Linked DNA regions of Mus musculus: region 2 is linked to region 1. Evidence: chromatin contacts called from public HiChIP or PLAC-seq data. All regions are on one chromosome and are shown on one strand. Each heading gives the region's core, a stretch centred on a gene start, on an enhancer-like site or on the middle of the called end of the contact. The rest is flanking DNA. Distances are from core to core; before and after follow the strand shown.

Region 1 (7,443 bases), core at 1,982-4,481:
TTGTCTACTGTCATCCATAACCGACTTAAAGGGAAGAATAGAGACAAACTAGGGAGGACTCGAATGGCCAGGAAAGAGGAGAGCGCCCTATGAGACAGGCCCGCTGGTCACTCAGAATCCTCTAGACCAACCAACCTCCTAGGGTTAACTCAAGAGGAAGTCCACATTAGCCATGGCTTTCTACACTAAGCCCCTCAGTCACCGGGAGAGTGGGAAGAACGCTTGCCACACGCTCTGTTCCTGTGATTAGCTAAAACCAGAGCAGACCTATGGAACGCAGTAAGTAAGGTGTCCTGCCCCTTCTCCTGGTGGTGAATGGATCTCTCCCAGATCTAAAGCTAAGACAGCAGGGGTCGGGGTGGGTGGAGAGGGGGCTCTGTGGCACTGGAAAAACCATTACCCACAGGGCACTGCGGCTCTGGGCTGCCCTGGAGCACCCTGCGCAGGTCTTCAGTATCACACTGGGTAAGAAGACTTACATCAGCTTGGCTCTTGGCATATTTCAAGATTCCCTTTTCCAGGCAGAAGAATCTCTGTGGGGAAGCAAACAGAACTTAGCAAAACACGCATGCTAACATCCCTCCTCCGGTCTCCAAATTCAGATAGAATATTAGTTCTCAAATTTAATACTGAGGGTAGAGTGTGTGCCCACCAGGGAGCGGCCACCACTGATGTCTTACCTTGTGCCAGCCTTTTAAGGGCCACTTCCTCTTTTTCAGCAAAAATCCTTTCTGCACTGGCGGCTCCTGGGTGTAAGTCATTTCCCCTCTCAATCCTTCCACGACTTCCCAGCTGTCCTGTCCCAGTGGAAGAAACAGGCCAAATGTCACAACTTTAAAAGGTAGTAACACTAAGCAGCAAGCTACTGAGAAACGATCCAAGACAGGGAGCCTGGATACATTTGATAAGAAGAAATGTAAATTTAATTCCCATCCATTTATTGGACTTTATAGATTCAAGGCTGTAGTTTAATAGCATCAAATTGGATTTCTTTAAAAAGAGGCTCTTTTTAAAAATAAAAAAAGAAGGACTGTATCTCTTTTTTTTAGTCTTTGACAGCACAGTTGAAGGGAAAGATCTTACTGTGAATTGCATTTTTGCTCACTTTGATGTCATCTCACGGGTACTGTTCAGTCAGCAGAGTTCAGGCTAATGTTAACCAATGTCACATACGTCAGCAAGAAGCTGTATGTGTCTGTGCACTGTGCATGATAGGGGAATGGCTGGAAAGTGGGGTGACAGAGACGACACAACAGTTGAGGGTACCTGCGGCTCTGCCAAGGGACCTGAGTTCCAATCCCAGCCCCACATCAGGTGGCTAACAAATGCCTGAACTCTAACCCCAGAGGATCTCACCTCCCACCCCTACTGGCCTCCATGGGCAGTCACTACACGCCTGTGTAGTGATATATACACACATATACACACACAGTGACATATACACACACAGAGACATATAGACATAAGTAAAAAGTATTTGAAACTGAAGTATCTGCAAAATGGAATTGGATGCAAGCTAGGGAACCTTTTGAGCTGACTGAAACAGTGGCTCCATGGATAACTGTCTCCAAATTCTAGGGGTTGAAGTAGCAGAAACGCAAAACCATCGGAAAGAGTTTTGTCTGGAGTATTTTTCCCCCTTTCTCTCAGAAAATTTTAACCCCCCCCTTTCTTATCCAAGAGACTTTTCTTTTTAAGACATGCTACAATCCCAGGACTTGAGTGTCTGAGGCTGCCTATGTCACACAGCAAGGAAAAAAAAGAGCAAGCAACACGAACAACAACAAATTCTTTATAATTTGGGCCTGGGTTCTTTTTTAGTTTTGAAGGAGCACAAATGGCTGCTTTAATTAATTCCCCCATCATTGGCTATTGAAGTTATTCCTACTAAATGAAAACAAATTTCAAAAGTAATCAAAGGAAAAATAATAAAAATTCTGAAATTTTCTTTTAAAATACTTAAATCATTGCTTGATGATGATGATGATTGGTTGATTAGGACATAATACACATGGAATGCACACACTGGAATACAACTTGAGTCTGGATACATACACTAGATACAATATAAAATATCTCTCACAATGGGTAATATAGTTTTGCATACGTATGATACTGGAGAAGATCTCTTGTTTGACTCTGGCTTTGAGTCAAAGCTCCCACCCCTGGGCAGATGGCACAGCTAGAGGCCAACTAGTGGTCGCCAGGAGTTAGATCGCATATCGGGATCAGCCCCAGAGCAGAGGGCAGGGAGAGGTCCTGCAGGGCTCTTTTCCATCCTTCCCAAAGCCCAGCGCATCCTCTCTAGCAACCTTCCCTACATCAGCAACTGAATTCTTTGATCAACTGCCTTTTATCTGAGTCCTTTTCACTGTGAATGGAGATAAAGACACAGCCTAGTTTTTAAAAATAACCACTGTAGGTATCTCAGAATCTGGAGCTGTAAAAGGGATTTCTTCAATGGTTGAAAGGGCGATGGTGGGTGCTATTCAGTGTTTAATTTAGAGAAACTTTTTGGCGAGGTAGCAGCACTGAATGAGATTTTGTTATAATAACCACCAGCAGCTGTCCAGCCGCTCAATTACGCCCAGACAATAACAGGGAAACTGTCTGCTTAGTGATAAGCAGCTCAGCACACTGCCTGTAAAACACCAAACGATCCTGAAACCTTTCACTTCAGCTTGCAAAGCCACTGCTAGAACCGTGCTTTACCCGTTTCAATGCTGTGACTCTCTAAGGCCCCACAGTGACGCCGCTCCTCCAGAGGAAAGCATTCCTTCACCCCCTGACTCCATCACTCCAGTGTTAAACCTTTCTTCCAAGGACTTCCCCTTGCTCGTGGTAGTGTGGATGAGGCTGAGCCCCTTGAGAGCACCTCCCATTTCCTCCTGCCTTGGGAACAGGAGGCTCCTGATAACTAACTCTAGCTGTGGAACAAAAGCTACAGGCTCATGTTCCCGGAAGGCTATATTGTGGCACACATTCGAATTGTGTCCAGTGTCCTTAGGTCAAATGACTGTTTTCAGATTACATACAATAGGCCCGCACTTGTGAAAGATGGGTGTGTGTGGTACCATCACATAAGAATCCTCGGCCAGTCCTATAGAAAGCACTCAAGTGGATCAGCCTTCCGAGTTGTCCTCAGACTCCCAGGCAAAAGGCAAAGCACAGAGCACTAACTCTAGGACAGCCGCCACGTCTGCTCCGTTCCTCTCAGTTGCACTCAGTGCAAATTCCAGGAGGGATGAGTCATTACTCCATGCTTCCCAGAGTAGGGGAAACGTAGATGTGGTCTTACCCATGGCTGAATGGGAAAGAAGAACAGAATTTCAAACGTGGCTTTACTGACTCTGGTGAGAAAGGAGGTACCCCAGAATTCTGGAGATAGGGTTTTCTCCTCCCTGGGGTTTATAGTAGGTTTGCTCTCCCTTCAAGTCAACAATTGAGGAAGGGCATGTATTTATGTTCCTGCTAAATGTCATCTGTTTGTAGGTTTCATCTTCTTCCAAGGTTAAGAACTTGAAAGTGCTGGCGAGCAGAAAAGCCAGATTTACCCCATGAAGAAAAGGCAGGCTCTCCTTGGCTGGGAGAGAAGGTGCAAGGGCCCTTTGTAGGCCCTGTCTTCATCATTCAAATGCTTGCTTCTTCCTAAGTCACTGCTGAGCTAGCTGGTGACAGCTAAGATGCAGCCTCGATCTCCGAGGCTGACAGTGGCCTGAAGCTGTTCCCTCGGAGGCTGGGGAATCTGGGGCACTGCTGATTGACAGCGTTGGGAAGAAGTCTCTTGCATCTCAGCTTCAAGTGAAGGGACAAAAAGACAATAAGAAACTTTCTGAATGAATCCCCAGCCTGGCACAATGACAAGGGTGTCCCACATCCAGAAAGATTCTGCAAGTGCCATGAGACATCTTTGTAAATAAGGACCTGCTTGATGTCAGTTACCTAGAAACAGCTCAGCTCAGCCGTTAAGTCTGCTCGGCAGGAGTCAACTCAGTGGTAAAGTAGTCACTGTGCACTACCAGGTAATTTATCATTTAATTAGCTCATAAGTTGCTGATTTTGCATTTGAGCCCCATAGCTCAAATTTTCTTTCCAAACTACCATAGAGACTATCTTCTTCACCTTGTGCACAACTCCAGCAGCGTGGCGCATACGGGGTAGCCACTCAGAGGATTCTCTACGTGGGATTTGGTGCAGTCTCCAGTCAAGAAAATAGATTAAACTCTCGAATCAAGTCAAGGACACTAGGTCGTTGGCTTCACAGGAAAGGGTTGAGTTGCAGTCACAGTTCATAACATTCCCCCGGAGTCACAGGAATACTAAATACGGGGGTGTTGGAAACACATAAATGAATATTGTAACACCACAGAAGGACTGGAGAGATCGTTCTGGATCCACACAGTCATGAGCCTTTTGTCAGTTCGCTGACCTAAAACAGTCCATAGCAGATATTAATAAATGTGCTGAAAGAGTCAGAGAAACTGTTCCCGTGGCTAACATCACAGTGGACACACTTTATGATGAGGCTGAGGCCTTCAACCCTTCAACCGCAGGTTTGTTAGGATTCTTTTTTTTAAGGTAGAAAGTGAGGAAGAGAATTAGGTATATTTCCTGCTGTGGTCAAGCTACCAAGTGCCACAGATACCCCATGGCACAGCCTACGAGATTTTAATTATTCTGCCCTCATTGGAAAGTGTTATTTTTCCCATCTTTAGATGTGTACATTCCAGTGAACAAGGTAAGGGGGGACATTGCGGGTGAATCCTGGCCCACCTCTAGACTCTGGAAGAAGGAGCTCAGAAGCCCTGGGCCTGCTCAGAGCTCCTAGCTCTCTGGTCACTGGCGTACAAGTGTGTAAGAAATCAGCCCGTGCATTTCACTGCTGCTAACCCTTTGCCCATTTCCCCCTTCCTGCCTGAACTCCTGTCTAACCTCCTTCCCTGGTGAAATTCTATTTCTACGAAAACCTTCTCTTCCCTGAAGAAAGCCCCTCCCTCTTTTGAAGAGAAGTACTAAGAATGAAAACCTAGCTTCTTCTGCATGCCTTTCCAGCTAGAATGTGGGTTCCTTGCCTTACCAGTCTTGTTTATTATCATCTGTGTCCTCAGTAAATATCAGCTGAGCAAGTCTGACAGCAAGAGTCTATGGAAAGGGCACTGAGTGCCCACTCATTGTGGTATTCAGAAAAATCAGACGCAGGCTGGGAGACGGTTCAGTGGATGAAGGTAGTGACTATTATGCCTAAAAACTTGAGTTCAAGCCCTGGAAGAAGAGCCATGAGAGAAGAGAACAGACCCCAGGAAGTTGTCCTCAGATCGCCGCACATGTGCCAGGGCAATGGATATGTGCACATGTGTGTGCCTAAACACACCTGTGTATACACACAGAGAAACACAGAAACTCACAAACACAAACCAATGTAATAAAAAATAAATTTGAGGAGCCAGTGTTCCAGACTAAAGGGTCCGTGGAGGAGTGGCACCTGGTGCCCTCCATATACCATGCCGCTCTGAAGATAGGGAATGCACCCTGAGTGAGGTGAATACCAGAGACACACTACAGGACAGATTTGGGCCACCACAGACATCAAGGTCCTGCAATGGCTAACTCTGCTCACTGAGCCTAATACTGAGTCTAATATGCAGGGTTAATGTCTCATCCTGCATGGATCAGGCTGAAAGGTCATCAAGACCATGAGACAGAGAGAGAAATGTGGCTGCAATTTCTCAAGACTTCTGCAAAAGCCCAAACGAGGCCGATCTGGCCGTCATCTGGCGTTGAGTTCAGTCTATTTTACAGAACGTCTAAAAAGTGCCCAAGATAGAAGCTGCTTTGTGATTAGAAAGGCGGCTAGGCATTGATTCATGCTCTTGAGTGGGCCAAGTTCATTTCCATAGTGCTGAGTGCACGGATCGCAAGCGCTGCTGCCTTCCTTCCAGCACAGCTGTGTGCACGCTGCACCGCTCCCAGGCCCCTCGCACATGCCCAGTTCTCAGCTCCCCTGGCTGACTGTGATATCAGAAATAGAACCGACTGAAACTTCCATTCTTCCAGCAGCTGAGAAGTGTGGAAAGGGATCTGGCAGGACTGAAGAGCAGGTTGTTCTAATTAGTCTGTAATCACTTTACCAGGTTTTTAAAACCCAGAGGGCAACGTCCAGCATTAACTCACGCGGCCGCTGATTACACACATCATCAGTGAGTTTAAAGGCATTTTGATCTTGTAAAACCTGTCACGACAGGCTAAAGGTCAGTAGCACCACCTTTCACGATTTTTCTATGGACACGTGGAAGTACCTGACAGCAGAACAACCACTCTGAGGTCAGACCAACTGTATACTTAGACTGCAATCACATGAGCTGGAGTTGCCTTTTGTTAAGCGTCTCTCAGCGAAGGTTTTACAAGTGCCAATAGGGCAAAGAGCAACAGAAAGAGAGAGAGAGAGAGAGAGAGAGAGAGAGAGAGAGAGAGAGGAAACTATTCAGAGGCAGACTGGTGTGTGAGGGCCAAATGCAAGGGAAATCATTGGGTGATCCTGTGAGCACCCATCTCAGTTCACAGGCTGGGGAGGGGAGAGCCTGTGGACACATATCCCAATTCAGGGGTGGGGGAGGGGCTGAGCGTTAGTCATTGGCTGGACCACTTCCAGAAGACCAGGGACCAGGCTGTCTTGAAGAACTCCAAAGGACACAGACACCAAGGAGAAAACCAGGCTGATGTGTAGAGTCCAGCTCTGCAGGTGACCATCTAACAATCAATCAACAGGGGCATAGCTGCTCAGGGAAGAGTACTCCTTAGTTTCTGGAGTGCTCCATCAGAGGCAGTGCTCCATCAAAGGCTGATGGAGCCTGGCCTAGGAGGACAGAAAGGATGCTAAGTCTGAGAGAAAGAGAGAGGTGAGAATAAACGAACTCTAAGAGCACATCTAAATCATGTCAGAAACCCATGCTCTGGGAAGCAGAGCTTCAATGGTATCACCTCAAGTACAAACCTGACTTCAGGATGGAAGATTCTAGAAGGGGATGAGCATCGGTGAGCCCATGTTGATTCTGAAGGCTACTGGGGATCCTCAGTCACGGCATGCCAACAGGCACCGGCCTTTCTCTCCCATCTCAGAGGTGTACAGAGCTGGGAGAGAAATCGCCAGAGGATCCAGGCCCCCAAATGCTCCTAGACTTATTACCTGACAGGTTACAGAACCTCACAGACTCACTGGAAGACTTCTAGTCACCAAGTCCTTTCAGAAATCATGGGAGGCAGTGCTGAGGATGAAGGGGGTGGGGGGAGAACAAGAGAGCTGTCGGCCGTCCCACTGCTCTGCTTGAAATCGCCTTGGGTCTCCAAAGAAGAGACACATGCTTATTGCAACTGTGCTGACCACAGGCAGTTTTACAATTGGAACACCATTTTAAAAATCCAAAGCACACACACAACGACTGTCTT
Region 2 (7,851 bases), core at 3,775-6,274, 170 kb after region 1:
GGCTGTTTGTTGGCTAGGGGTGAATTAGTGTGCATTAGTGCTCTTCACATGAATTAGTGTGCATTAGTGCACTTCACAGTGAATTAGTGTGCATTAGTGAACTTCACAGTGAATTAGTGTGCATTAGTGCACTTCACAGTGAATTAGTGTGCATTAGTGAACTTCACAGTGAATTAGTGTGCATTAGTGCACTTCACAGTAAATTAGTGTGCATTAGTGCACTTCACAGTGAATTAGTGTGCATTAGTGCACTTCACAGTAAATTAGTGTGCATTAGCGCACTTCGCAGTGCATGTTTGCGACCGATGATCAACACTTTCTCTTTAAGGGGCAAGTTTGTCCATTTGTCATCATGTTTTCACATACTTGATGTGACCTGAAACCCTGATGATCATGTGAGAAAGTCCTTCTCTCCCAAAGACTATGACACCTTTTCATTAGAAATGGGGGTTGCTTTTGAGACCGAGGAGGACGACAAAGATCTCCCCCTTTTAACCCAACAATGGGTAGTCAAGAAAAGGCACGACTCCCCAGGATATCCTAGAGCATTCCTGTGGACCCAGCTGCCTCACCCATGAGGGGTTATCTTGGAGGAAATGACTATGTTTATATGGATTTATACCTAAGCAGTTGTGTCACAGAAGGGCAGTTAGTTGTGTCACCTATACACCCGAGTTAAAGAGACAGAGACCCCTTTCTCAAAGTGACCCAGTGATGGGCCTGAGACCGTGAGCTGAGCGGTGGTCTGTGATCAGCGAAGCCTTTTCTGTGGCAGGCAGAAATATTGTCAGACTAAGGATTACCATCCAACATCCTAAGTCATCCCAGACCGCGTGACCTGGCTACACAGAGGCTATCAGCTGACTCATATGCCAATGTGACTGCATGAAGAAGCCCTTTGTGGGTTGGTGAGAGTCTTTTATTGGGATCAATTTGCTCCCAGAAAACATCTTGGAAGCTCACCGACATGGTAGTCACAGATCCTCAGTAAGTTTGGCAACACTAAGAATACTGCTACAAAGTCCTAAGAAAATAAGTTTAAAAAAAAAAACTGAAAATTGAGATGCAATAGATTTAAATGAAGTTTTGGTCCTGCCACTGTTGTTGATTTGTTGTTGGCACTGTCAGCCGTGAGAAGATTAGAAGCTGTGTCAATCGGCCTCTGTTGCTGTGACAAGATGCCTGAGTGAATAAACTGAGAAGGAGGATGGGCTCATGGCTCCGCAGCCCCCAGCCCAGGAGCACTTGGCCCTGTTACTTTGGGGTGAACGGTAGCACAGTACAAGATGGTGACTGGGACAAGGTTGGTCAAGACCAGGTGGTACTTTTTAACCCTCTGAAATACCAACACAGGTCAAAATGTTCCAACAAAGCTTTAAATTCAGTCCCAGTGATCTGTCCCCTGTCTTCAAAAAAGACACATGCCCCCTTTCTTTCCCTCATTCAGTAACCATGGAGCGCCCATCCACTATATGTCCGAGTGCTGGGGGGACTGTACTCATTGAAGTCCTGCCCTCCTGGAACCAAACAATAAATATGCTGACAACCTAAGGGCAGGAGGTGGTGGGTCCAGTAAGGAAAACCGAAGCAGAGCAAAACCATCTTTGTGCCAACCCCAGGAGAAGGGAGGATTCCAAACCAAGGGAGTAGCCATTGAAAGAAGTGGGGTGGAGTGAGCAGGTTTCAGTGCTGAAAAGGTTAAAGTAGGAGAGGTCTCAGAGAGCTGGGTCCCTAAGGCTGGGCAGGCCTTAGAGAGCCATCTGGAGATCATCTTCAGGATGCAGAAGTGAAGTCAGCCGAATGTTCTGAGCAGGGCATGGTGGCTTGATCTGACTTATTTTGCTACTTTGGTAAATGTATATTTTGTTTAGCGTGTGAAGAATAGATTGCAAATGGTGGTCCAGGGTCAAAGCAGTGAGCCCACCTCAATGGCTAAGACCTTGCCGACCTGCTCCGTGGAGGTGGAGGTTTGGATGTGACCTGTTCCCCACAGTTCATGCCTCAGGACTGGGTCCTTGAGGTGGAAGTTTGGGGAGGTAAGTGTAGTGGGAGGTGCCTAGGTCAGCTGGGGCAGGAACTCAGAAGGATTAGATGTCTCTTTTTTTCCCCTCAGTTCTAGATTCTGTCTGATTTCTCTACTTACTGCAAACACTGCTCTGATATATTCACGGTCTCTACTTGCTTGCCTCCGTTTTCTTCCCAGTCTTGTTGCTCCGTGTTCTCTGAATAGTGCTTGAAAGGGCTTTGTTCCGATGGCCTGCTGGACCCTCCCGGTCTCTCTGGTTTCTAGTTCCAAAGGTGAACTCTTCTTCCCTCAAGCAATCCTGCAGCTGCGATAGACCGCACACAATGCTACCCGGGGACCCAGTCCCGAAAGCACACCGCCACACTGAGCTGTTTGGATTTTGGCTAAATAAATCCTTTTTTCTTCATAACTAGCCTGCTTTTGATGTTTCATTATAACAATGAAAACTATGTTATTACAAGGTGTGATCATGGAGATAGAGAGAAATGCTCTGTTAATGATACACTTGGATGGGATCCCAGCACTCAGGAGGCTGAGCAGTAGAGAATTAACTGGGTTCTCAGATGATTTTGAGAGCAAAGAATCTGTGATGATTCATTAGGGCCTGGCCTGAGGAAATGGGGTGCATAAAAACACCAGTCTGAGGTAATCCAATCACAAAAGAACACACATGATATGCACTCACTGATAAGTGGATATTAGCCCAGAAACTTAGAATATCCAAGATACAATTTGCAAAGCACATGAAACTCAAGAGAAGGAAGACCAAAGTGTGGATACTTTGCTCCTTCTTAGAAAATGCCCATGGAAAGAGTTATAGAGACAAAGTTTGGAGCTGAGATGGAAGGAAAGACCATCCAGTGACTGCCCCACCCGGGGATCCAACCCATATACAACCGCCAAACCCAGACACTATTGCATATGCAAGAAAGATTTTACTGACAAGACCCTGATATAGCTCTCTCTTGTGAGGCTATGCCAATGCCTGGCAAATACAGAAGTGGATGCTCACAGTCATCTATTGGTTGGAACAGAGGGCCCCTAATGAAGGAGCTAGAGAAAGTACCCAAGGAGCTAAAGGGGTCTGCGACCATATAAGAAGAACAACAATATGAACTAACCAGTACCCCCAGAGCTGTGTCTCTAGCTGCATATGTAGCAGAGGATGGCCTAGTCAGCTATCAATGGGAGGAGAGGCCCTTGGTATTGCAAAGATCATATGCCCCAGTACAGGGGAATGCCTGGGCCAGGAAGCAGGAGTGGGAGGGTTGGGGAGCAGGGCGGGGGATGTATAGGGGGCTTTGGGGATAGCATTTGAAATGTAAATGAAGAAAATATCTAATAAAAAATGCCTAAAAACAAAACAAAAACACCAGTCTGAAATGGATGAGGGTTGAGTAGAGTGAAGAGAAAAATGAAGAATCGGGTGCTGATTTGTGAAGGTTGAGACACTTTTGATGAGAAATCGGAGGTGTCAAAAGTCAGCCAGACACAGATGCTGGAGTGGCAGAAAGAATCTGGGGGCAGTGTATGCTGATAGTGCAGTAAGTCGTAGGGCCATATTACGTTACCTTATTCTAGTTTCATTTCTGTTGCTGCTGACAGAAAGCAACTTAGGGGAGGAAGGAATTTATTTCAGTTCACAATTACAGGTGACAATGCGTCACTGCACTGAAGTCTCAGTGACATGAGCTTGAGACAGTGGGTCGCATCACACCCACATCAAAAGCAGAGGGCGATGAGAGCCTCCGTACTGATTTGCTTGCCTGCTTACGCTCAACTTCATTTCTCTCCTCATAATACAGTTCCGGACCCCTTCCATAGGGAATGCCGACACCGCAGTGGGCTGGGCCTTCAATTAACCTAATTAAGAAAATCCCCACAGACATGCCCGTGGGCCAAGCCAATGTGGACAATCCCTCATTGAGACTCTCTTCCCAAGGGATTACTACAGTGATACAATTGTATCAATTTGACAATTAAAGCTAACCACAAGAGGAGCTGACATGCCTAGAGAGGAAGGCCAGAGGTTTAACCTCTCTGGAAGGCCAGAGGTTAAAACCAGAAGAGTGCGACTGGGAGACAAGAGCGTTGCACCTGAGGGAAGGCGTTACAACCCAGGTGAGAGAGGGCAGTTCAGCTGTTCCACGGGTCTGGCAAGCAGTGTTTGCAGAGAACACTTCGGCAACAAGACTGACTAGGAAGAAAATGGAGGCAAGGAAGGGGAGACAATGAGTATATCAGATCAGTGCTTGCAGGAAGTAGAGAAATCAGACAGATTCTAGAAGTGAGACAGGCCGTGTGAAGGGGCCTCTCTGCAAAGGGGCGATAGGGCAGCGTGGCTGCTGCTAAGAATGATTCTCTAAAACAGAAAGAAACAATGGTGCTAGAGAATACACACTTCAAAACAAACATCCCAGTGTGTCAAAGCTCTTGGGATTTAGGACACGTGTCTGTGCCCATGTGCTTGCTTCAGAGCACCTGGAGTGAGAACCCTGCGGGTACAGTCCAGAGGGAGCAGAGCCAGATGGCAGCAACTCGATGCTTAAGCCTCTCCTGTGAACTATGACCTATTATAGCATGACATTTGGCAACAGAATTTTAGATTTAATTTTTGTTCTTCAATCCATCCCTTAAAAAAAAAAAATCTAAAATAGGAAAAGGACAGAAAGGTGCAAAGTAGAATGGATTGCTAGGATTCAACAGCGACACCTTGTGGTAGTGAGGTGAATGGCACTAGGTAATAAGTTCCTTCTGGCCGCACATTCCCTTCTACACCACAGAATCCAAGGCTGACCCCCTTCTAGTGTGCGTGTGCGTGTGTGTGTCAGAGGGTGTCTCTTCATATAGGCAAAGATGGTATTTTCCAATGGGGAAAGTGGGTTCTCAGAGTCACATTTAATAATTTAATTCTCTTCTGTGGGTTTGGAAGGCTGAGTTCCCACCTGAGTTTCTGAACTTGGGCTGTCACAATTCCTTTGTTATGTAAAGTCAGACAAGTCTCAGAAGGGACTGTGGCCAAAGTCTTGCCACAGGAAAAGGCACTTGGTCCTAGGGATTCCTGTTGTCTTGTAGTTTACAACCTCTCTTAAGATCCATAAAGAGAACTGTGGTTAATTTTGATTTTTTTTTCTTCCTATAGCTTAATGCTACAGAGGGTCGTGAGGTCCTGGAGAGATTCCCTGATACAGTAACTCAGACAGTTTAATTGGTGAGGGACAGATTAAGTTCTCAATATTTAAAATAACAAAACAAAAGTCCTGAAAAGAATGAATTGTGTAACTAGATGAAAATATTCAAAACTAATAAAAGGGGAAATTTGTGTAGCTGAAAAAAAAATGTTTCTGCCCTGACGTAATAATGAAAATACCAGAAAAGGTCATCGCTCCTATGGGACTATTATGGGATTGGGAGATCCGTGGGTGGCACTCGCAAATCAGCCTCACAGTTGGATTCTGAGACAAATTAAACCTGAGTCAGAGTCAGGGCGTGAGCCTCCACTATGCCTGCTAAAGGAGACCGCTTCTCAGCCCGTCCCAAGCCAGCATGGATTTTTACGTTAGTCTCCTCTCAGCCGGCTTCAGATACAGAGAAAAAAATGGTGTTTTGTTGGAAACTGTATTTTCTAGACTCCCCCCTCCCCCAAGTCAGCCCCTCTAGGGGTTTCCCATTCAGGTTCTGTGGAGGCCATTTGGTGACTGAAAGAAACAAATTACTGATACAAAACCATTTTTGCCCAGGGCTGGTCAGGGTCCCACCATCTATGCTTCTACCCCAGTACTCTTCAGTGTTCCTCGGCTGTGAAAATGCTTCCTAGCCTCCTCATGCTCAATGCTGATTGAAGGACCCTTACTAGTTTTCTTATTAGTAACACCCTGAATATATCTTCATTTTTACATCTGTATTGATCTCATAATTAAATCCTATGTTGAAAAAAATAATCTTAAAAAATAAATTTTGAAGTCATAAAAATACTTTAAACATTCTCCTTTTGAAAATTATTATTGCTTTGAGCTTTGAAAAAAAAATCTTAGAGGAAAACGAAGAGGTGGGGTTGTGGGGAGCAGGATACGCATGCTCCCCTCTCAGAGGACACGTTCAGGAGTTGCTGCGGCTTTGCTCCCTCCTCATTTTTGAGGTGAGGCCTTGCCTGCCTGCCTGCTTCTAGCTGAGCTTGCCCACGCATTTCTGAGCCATTTCTCCGGCTCTGTCTCCGTCTCTGTCTCCCACCTTGAGTTGAAGTCCTGAGAACCCAAGTGCTCATTATGACACCTGGCTTTTTCTTAGGTTCCGGGGACTCCTGACTCTGGTCACTGGGCTTGGAAGGCAAGTTCTTTACCCACTGAGCCATTTCCCTGGCTCCGCTTCTTACCGGCTATTCTTGTTTTACATAGTCTTTGTTTTTATATAGCTTTTACCTTGTCTTAAATCTAAAGTATGACTAAGAAACGGGAAGTGAGCGCTTGATAACCCGGGTACTAGGTGACTTCAAGACTTCTGACCCAGATATTCTGGAATATTTTATGCATCTTTGAACAGGAAACCCAGAAGTAAAATTTCTTGTCTGGTGTGACTGTTTTCTAAAAATTGTGATAAAATATAAAACTTATCATCTTAACCCTTCTAATGACTTGAAGGAAAATAATTATAAACCAGGAGCTCCATAAAAGAATATGATTGGCCAGGAAAGGACAACGCCTTAGCCACATTCCGGTCAGAACCCGACCGACCTGTGTCTGCTTTTGGTTTTCACCAGACAGATTTTTTCACAATTTAGAACAAAGCAGATTTGGAGACTGCTCTATTTGGTTACAGAGCGTGGGCTGCCACCGCCCGCCCCACTCCACCTCCCGCCCCCGCCACCCCCGTTCCTACTGTCAAGGTTGGAAACTACAAATCCTTCATTTAGATAAAACTGTAAAAGGAAAGCCAGAAATGCGATTTCTTGTAATTTCCATGCTGCCTGTAACTAAAAATAGACAAGGCGGAAAGCAAAGAGACCATGGCATTTAGCTCTCACTCTTTGCCTGGCTGGATTTAGAGTCCATCAGTAGCGGGAGGCACTCCTCTCCACCTCTCGCTGTTATAGGAGTGGATGAACTCGGGGAGAAAGACCGTCCCTGGGGTGAGTGGACCTGGCCGTGGCTGCACTCTGCCCCCGAAGAGAAGCATGTCAGCTCAGTACAGTATCCCCATCTCCAGTCCCTGGTCTGCCCAGATGTAAATCCCGCTCTGCTGCTTTCTTCCCACCGTTATAGACTGAACCCCCTGCGACCATGAACTGAAATGAATGTCCCTACTCATGTTCTGAAATGGCACCTCCGTCTCCTCCCAGCTCAGTGCTGAATGCTTTTCGTACCTGCAGGGAGTTCACCCATGCCTGGCAGCCTTCCTGGATTGCTCTTCTCCCACTACTATTTGAATCAACTGGTTTGGAAGTGAAAATCTGGCCCTGACATTTTCTACCAAGAAGAGTTCATGTCGCTTCGGGCGGTGGTGGCTCACTCCTTAAATCCCAGCACTTGGGAGGCAGAGGCAGGCCGATTTCTAAGTTTGAGGCCAGCCTGGTCTACAGAGTGAGTTTCAGGACAGCCAGGGCTACACAGAGCTACCCTGTCTTGGAAAACAAAACAAAACAAAACAAAACAAAACAAAAAAAAGAGTCCATGTCTAGAAAGTGAGTCTTTAGTTTCTGTCTGGTTGTGAACTTCAGTCAAGCAAAATGACCCCAGAAGAATAAACAAAGAGGGAAGGTTGGAACTGCTCTGATGTGATGGTAAAGGTCTATGAACCAGATACTGGGGTGCTTTTGAGGGTTCTGGCTC

What was found. HiChIP or PLAC-seq counts read pairs in DNA pulled down with a chosen protein or histone mark.
Region 2: an H3K27ac HiChIP or PLAC-seq map of embryonic fibroblasts shows a contact between it and region 1, with 8 times the contacts expected there. The contact joins two enhancer-like sites. A contact is called at or near these places in 1 of 39 promoter capture datasets (the HPC-7 cell line), 1 of 15 datasets of contacts at CTCF or cohesin (the NIH/3T3 cell line), 45 of 484 Hi-C or Micro-C datasets (B cells, the Ba/F3 cell line, the C2C12 cell line and 27 more), 19 of 115 datasets of contacts at active chromatin or transcription factors (the NIH/3T3 cell line, PVALB interneurons, T-cell acute lymphoblastic leukemia and 15 more) and 4 of 9 other capture datasets (adipose tissue, embryonic stem cells, liver and 1 more).

What each region holds. Positions count from the first base shown.
Region 1 is chr6:50,352,305-50,359,747 of GRCm38.p6, forward strand. Osbpl3 (oxysterol binding protein-like 3) reads right to left here. Exons shown (of 24, transcript NM_001347213.1): 4 at 681-797; 5 at 480-533. Among named protein-coding and RNA genes, the nearest start is that of Gm52900, 26 kb to the right of the region's middle. Within about 2 kb of position 3,232, at least 99 of the 459 cell types and tissues checked have an H3K27ac peak or open chromatin away from gene starts, as enhancers often do. A contact at or near this core is called in the C2C12 cell line, the NIH/3T3 cell line, PVALB interneurons and 3 more, where this site is marked.
Region 2 is chr6:50,522,152-50,530,002 of GRCm38.p6, forward strand. The region is part of intron 1 of Gm31279 (a long non-coding RNA gene); the gene reads left to right. Among named protein-coding and RNA genes, the nearest start is that of Gm26289, 14 kb to the right of the region's middle. Within about 2 kb of position 5,025, at least 68 of the 459 cell types and tissues checked have an H3K27ac peak or open chromatin away from gene starts, as enhancers often do. A contact at or near this core is called in the C2C12 cell line, the NIH/3T3 cell line, PVALB interneurons and 3 more, where this site is marked.